2 separate regions of the Hordeum vulgare genome follow, and region 2 is linked to region 1. A link is a contact called in public Hi-C data. All regions are on one chromosome and are shown on one strand. The core of a region is the stretch at or near the end of the contact, and the rest is flanking DNA. Distances in the headings are between cores, read along the strand shown.

What was found. Hi-C and Micro-C count contacts between places; a contact is called where the count stands out from the background.
Region 2: a contact with region 1 is called in a Hi-C map of seedling, with 5 times the contacts expected there. The contact joins the promoter of LOC123440029 here to the promoter of LOC123440019 in region 1. A contact is called at or near these places in 2 of 6 Hi-C or Micro-C datasets (leaf and seedling).

What each region holds. Positions count from the first base shown.
Region 1 is chr1H:394,674,193-394,677,458 of MorexV3_pseudomolecules_assembly, forward strand. LOC123440019 (alpha-glucosidase 2-like) reads right to left here and starts at 1,649. Exons shown (of 23, transcript XM_045116615.1): 1 at 1,503-1,649; 2 at 1,137-1,401. The coding sequence starts at 1,615.
Region 2 is chr1H:394,979,961-394,983,226 of MorexV3_pseudomolecules_assembly, forward strand. It overlaps LOC123440029 (NADH:quinone reductase), which reads left to right and starts at 1,509. Exons shown (of 6, transcript XM_045116627.1): 1 at 1,509-1,892; 2 at 1,974-2,186. The coding sequence starts at 1,758.

The sequences.
Region 1 (3,266 bases), core at 399-2,898:
GGGCCTCTTCCACTTTGGAGAAGCAAGTCGATGGCATCGTGGACTATGAGCTTCCGACCGCAAATTGTGCCGAGGCCTAGAACTGCCAATCGCCGCTCGCAACATGAGCGCTGCACCACCATACATCGCTGCGTTTTGATAAAGAAACGCTTGAAGTCATAGGAGGAATGCATCCCACATGTTGAGTTCACCTACAATCGCGCTCTCCACTCAATATCATGCAAGAGTCCATTTGAGGTGGTGTGCGGCTTCAACCCACTCACACCCCTCAATCTACTTCCACTATCATTCCAAGAGAGGTCACGTATGGATGCTAACAAACGAGCGTACATCAAGAAGCTCCATGAGTCTACCAAGGCCAACATCAAGCACCAAGTGCAACACCAAGCCGCCAAGGTTAACAAGAACTGATGTTTGACGATCTTCAACCCCGATGATCTCGCTTAGGTACACCTTCAGAAGAAGCAATTCCCAAAGCAGAGGAAGTCCAAGCTTATGCCTAGAGGAGATGGACCTTCCTAAATCCTTCAAATGACAACGCCTACAAGACCGACCTTCCCAAGGACAAGTATTCCGCGAGCAACACGTTCAACATCACCGATCTCTCTCCCTGTCACAGTGTCGAGGACGACTCATTTTCAAGAGAAGAGATGATACGCCAGGTTCCTCGGGCATCGTCATGCTAAGCAAGGAAGGACATGTTGGACCAGTGACAAGCGAACATGCAAAGGCAATCCAACGCAATATGTATATGATATATTTCTCGATGATACGTTCGAGGATTGGCTACTACCTAACTTTTCCTTGGACTGACCTAGCTTTTTCCCCCTTGTTTCCAAAAGTAACTTGCCTTGAAAGCAGCCTTTTCAAGTGTTGGTAGCAGAACGTTCTATCAATCAGGGTTTTTTTTTTTGCTGTGAAAGACCAGGTTTAAAATGAACAATTTTACAGTATCCCTAAGCATGACATTAACACAATCCATACGACACCCGCAGATCAAACACATAAAAGCACGTCGACATTGCCAAAATAATTACCACACGCGCGCATCAGCATCACATGCTTCTCTTTCTCATCCTCCAGCCAGAGAGTCACTCGCAGTAAAAGAGTAGCACGTCTGTGCGAACCACGCATACCTTAATCACGACCTTCTGCACATTCCCGGCCACCTCGCACGCCGGCACGACCGCGGGACGATCCCCGCCCTCGCGCGGCTCCTCCCGCCGCCGCGGCTCGGCGAACGACAGGCTGGGCCCGGCCGCGGAGCGCGCGCCCTCCGACGCGTCGAACCGGAACACCCCCTCCTCCAGTACGCGCACCCAGACCATCTCCCCGACGGGCGCGGCCATCGTCGCCACCACCCCCGCCGCGGCCGCGGGCGGAGGACTCGCGCGGAAGCACCTGCGATGACCTCAGCGCGGTGAGGGATCCAGACCGGAATCGCGGATCGACGCTGGAGCCGGGAGAGCGCTCGGGGATGGAGGTCGATCGGAGGAACGAACCTGAGAGGAGGGAGCCGAGGGGCGTGTGGACTGCCTCGGTAGGAGTGGGCGTGGGAGTGGGCGTGGGAGGCGAGGAGTGGAGGTGCGGCCCTCTGGGTGCACGGAGCCAGCATCTCTTCTGTACAGTGGAGCCGATCGCGATTTGCTCGTTCGCTTGCGTGGTTTCGGATTTGATAATTAATGCGGACTGGCAGTGCCTGTCTACTTTTGTCTTGGATCCAGGTGTCTGACGGTATGGGCACTGTAGCTCCGGCGTTTCTAGCTCGGCGCACGGCATGCAGCCCACCTGTCATGTGGGATAGGGTCTGTTTGGTTGCAAATAAATTTTATCAACGTGAATGCTAAAAGCATCTCTAGCAGTCCCGTATAATGTTTTGAGCTGTAAAATAGTCGTCAAAATATATGTCTGTATGAAAAAGTTGCTCGTTCAAACCCTGTAAACGTGTCGGATCTGTAAATATTTTTACGGGACACGGTAAAAAGTTCCTCCCGATCTGCAAAACACAGTTTTCGCATCCGCTTCTACTGTTCCTTATATGGAGATAAAGCAATTGGCGAGAGCGTGCCACGGAAACTTTCGCATCCGCGGTCCACGTCCACCGTACGCCGCCCCGGACGTCCCCGAACATCGGCCGACCGTCCCATGACGCCGCCCCGCTCGTCCTGACTGGATTCGGCGTCGGCGATGGAAGCTAGCTAGCTAGCTCCGGACTCCTGGATGAATTCCACGAGCGGAGCTAGCTAACTCTAGATGGATTCGTGGACATTGGAGCTAGTTATCTAGCTCCTGAATGGATTCGTGGACGGAAGAACTAGCTAGCTAGCTAGCTCCTGGATGGACTCGTGAACGGAGGAGCTAGTTATCTAGCTCGTGGATAGATTCATGGACAGAGGAGCTACTAGCTTCTCGATGGATTCAGGGATTGGCAACTCCGTATTTAGGAACAAATTTAGTTGATCATGACACGAGCGAGAGAAAGAAGATGTGGAGGAAAATGTAAACGAAAATTCGATTTACAGTTTAAGTTTAAGGGCTCTGTTCCGCCGTAGCTCGAGCCAACCCTTAAAAAGCATCTTGCGCGAATATCCTTTTTTACAGGTTTATTTTGCGGGGTCTGACTCTGCCCTTCCCCGCGCCGGCTCGTAAAACCGTTTTTTTGCAAACTATAAACGTGTTTTACGGGTCGGCGTTATACGGGTCTGCTAGAGATGCTCTAACTTCCAATATTGCAACAGATCTGCACGCACTCGGCGCCGCAGGATCGGGATCGCACGATCGCTAACGAACATTTATCTCATGGCGAGAAAAATAAAAGGGCGAGGAGTGGAATCGAACCCCCGATCTCATTGACGTGCGACACCACACTAACCATCCCACCTAGATCTCGTCGTTATCACAAAAGGCCAGGCTTCGAATATAACGTGTTGTTGCTTTTTGTTAAGATTAAAAATCTGAACGCTTCCGCATACTTCCCCTCTTGATCCCTTGATTCGTTTTAGTACCAATTTTACTGATTTTTATTTCCTTCTCTTGAAAACCATAGTACATTTGATTTTGATTTGATTTTTTTGTTCGCTATTGATTTTTCTCATAAAAAATGATGACAACAAGAATCAAACCTTGTACCTAGTGGCTCAGTCCTATTCTTGCTAGCCATCTGGGTTAATATCTCACTAGTGCTTAAATACATGTTAGGCTGCTTTTATTTCCTCAAGAGTTGCTAGTGCATTACTAAAACATACCCCGGGATGGGTGAGTTGTTG
Region 2 (3,266 bases), core at 259-2,758, 310 kb after region 1:
CAGCGGAGGGAGGCAAATGTAGGAAACAAACTCGAGGAGCAGATCTGTACTTGAAGAAGATGCCACGGTTGTTGGCGAATCGTACTCCTCCTCCAGTCGCCACCGTGCACAATAGGTCCTCCTCCACGCTGGAGCTGACGGGCCAGGTCAACGCACATGCCGCTCCCGGCCCAACCCTGCAAGGCGGCGCTGCTGCCACTGGCGAAGGAGGAGCCCGTCGCTGGTGGAGAGCCCCCGACGGCCGGATCCAATGACGGAACACCTTGCCAGCGTATAGAAGGTGAGGGAAGGGAGGAGAGGGCGACGAGGTCGACTGTGGGAGAGAGGAGCGGCGAGGTCGGCTCGGGAAAGAGTGATGGAGACAAGGACGTTGGCGTACGATGCGGGGTCAGCTTAGGGCATCTTCAATAGTTTGTTGGTTAACTTGTTGGTAAAATATGCCATGTCATCAACCAAGACTTTAACATACAACTACTCCAATAGGTTATATCTAGTTTGCCCAATAGGATGTGAGATAATAAATAAGATGCTCTCTCATTCTACATTGGAGCTTGTGCAAAGGTGTTGGTTAATTTACATACAACATTGATCTCTTTCCGCATTTGTTGCATTACACATCATTAAAAATCGTATGTGTCAAAATCTATCAACCACTATCTTACAATCATTGAAGATGCCTTAGAGACACGAAGTTGCATGGAAATCCAGTTTCCCGAACCACGAGGCTCCCTTATCGTATCTTGGCATCGCGAACTGCCGTTTGCCCACCCACGCACGGAAGCGCTGCCCCACCCTAAACAGTTTTCCGTCTCCGGCCATCCACAAGCTCGCTGCCCCACCCTAAGAGCATCTCCAACAGACGCCCAATATTAGCGTCGTGCCCAAAAAATCGCAAGTTTAGCGCGCGCGGAGTTAAAAATTGCACTCCAACAGACGCTGTATAATAGAGCACGCCGTAAAAAATGTTCAGCGCGTTGGGGAAAACTGAATCGGACGCAGTATATTTCGTGCGCGAGCTCGTGCGCGCTGGACTTTTCGTGCGCGCTGAAACTCCTTTCCGTGCATGCGCCCGCTGCCGGCAACCTCGCGTGCGCGCGCCAGCCTGCCAGCCGGCCACGGCGGCGGGGCGGAGCGGAGCAGGCCGCGGCGGGGCGGAGCAAGTCGCGGCCATGGCGGGGCGGGGCGGAGCGGAGCAGGCCGCGGCGGGGCGGAGCAGGTCGCAGCCATGGCGGGGCGGGGCGGAGCAGGTCCCGGCGGCCCGGCGGGGCAGGGCGTGGCCATGGTGGGGCAAGGATGATTTTGGGCGTCCGCTGGAGATGGCGGGGCAGGGATGATTTCGGGATATTTTTTAGCGTCTTTTGGAGATGTTCGGTCATCCGGCACTGTAAAACGTTATTTTGACGCGGTAAATTTTTTTAGCGCGCGCCTTCATAGCGCGTCTGTTGGAGATACTCTAAACACTATCCGCTGGCTACGTGGCATAGGTTAGAACACGCCCTTGCTGCGTAGCTTCTTGTTGTGGATTTCCAGACCTACTTGTCAATCCGCCATGTGGGGGAAAACCTACTCCATGTCAACACGCCCTTGCGGTGTAGCTTCTTGTTGTCCCCACTGACGCCCGGCGCCGTGGACGGATTCGTCACCTCGAGCACCCAGCTCGCTGTTTGCTCACGGCTCGTCGTCACGGCCTATTTATGGATCCGCCGCCCGCCACCGGCCGCCGGCAGAACTGCCTTGACTATTAGACTAGGAAGAAAATGGGGTGGAAGGGCATCATGGGCTTCGACTACGGCGTCGTGCAGGCACCGCTCGGCCCCGACATCTCCGGCCCGGAGCTCGCCGCCGCCGTCGCCAACGCTGGCGCCATAGGCCTCCTCCGCCTTCCCGACTGGGTACCTCGATCTCCCTGTCCTCTCTGCTATCCACTTACGCTCTGTCTTGGCTAATCGCCGGAGCCCCCTACCTGCCTGCAGCCGGCGCCGGATCACGTGAGGGAGCTGATACGGAGGACCAGGAGCCTGACCGAGAAGCCGTTCGGGGCGGCCATCGTGCTGGCCTTCCCGCACGAGGAGAATCTGAGGGTTGTGCTGGAGGAGAGGCTCGCCGTGCTGCAGGTGTACTGGGGCGAGTTCCCCAAGGAGCGGGTCGACGAGGCCCACCGTGCCGGCGTCAAGGTCTTGCATCAGGTGAGAACTTTAGCTGACGGACATTTCAGTTCACCGGAATGGATGAAACCCGGCTGCGGCTTGTGCTTACTTAACACCATTTTTCTGAACTGTACTTAACACTTGTGCCGTTCGTACGTTCGTTCCAATTTCCGTAATTAACATTTGTGATGTCATTGTAGTACTACTTCCTCGGTCCGGAAATACTTGGCATAACAATGGTTGTATCTAGATGTATTTTAGTTCTATATACATTCATTTTTATTCATTTGTGCGACAAGTAATTCTGAACGGGGGGAGTACTAGACTAGAAAATTAATAGTGCCCAACTAACTAGACAAAATTAATAGTGCCCAACTAACTAGACAAAATTAATCAATTGGAGCGAAATCATTTTGTTCATGGAAGTTGTCTGATGGCCGTTAGCTAGATATAGTTACTTAACACCTTTGTTAATTAGTCAAAACTTGTGAAAGGTATGTATCAGACTTGCTAATTTGTTGGAGGCCGGTGTCCGTTAGCGAGAGTATGTTGACTGGGCATTATTGTGTATATGTCCAACTTCAAACAGTTGGTTGAGTTCCAACAGAATGGTTTTGCTTTTGGTGCAAATGTAATTGAACAGAAGTGGAATGGGCTTTTATCTTATATAGGCAGATGGAGACTTCCAACAGAATTTGGTCTCTCACAGTGATATTTGGACTAAGAATGGAAGGGCCTAGAGTTTCTTATATGGACTCTGTCTCTGCAGCAAACCATGAAGTTTCTTATATGGACTCTGTCTCTGCAGCAAACCATGAAGTCATGAATATACCTAATTAAATCATACTCCCCCCCGTTCCTAAATATAAGTCCTTTTAGAGATTTCAATATGGACTACATACGGAGCAAAATGAGTGAATCTACACTCTAAAATATGTCTATATACATCCGTATGTAGTTTGTATTGAAATCTCTAAAAAGACTTATACTTAGGAACGGAGGGAGTACTAGTTTTCAGCCTTTCCAACAAATAAATTAAAGCTTTCTACTATCAGTGCACACTTGCAGCTATTCTAAGTTTCTAACAGGTACATTAAAAAATTATAAGTTTCTTTTGGA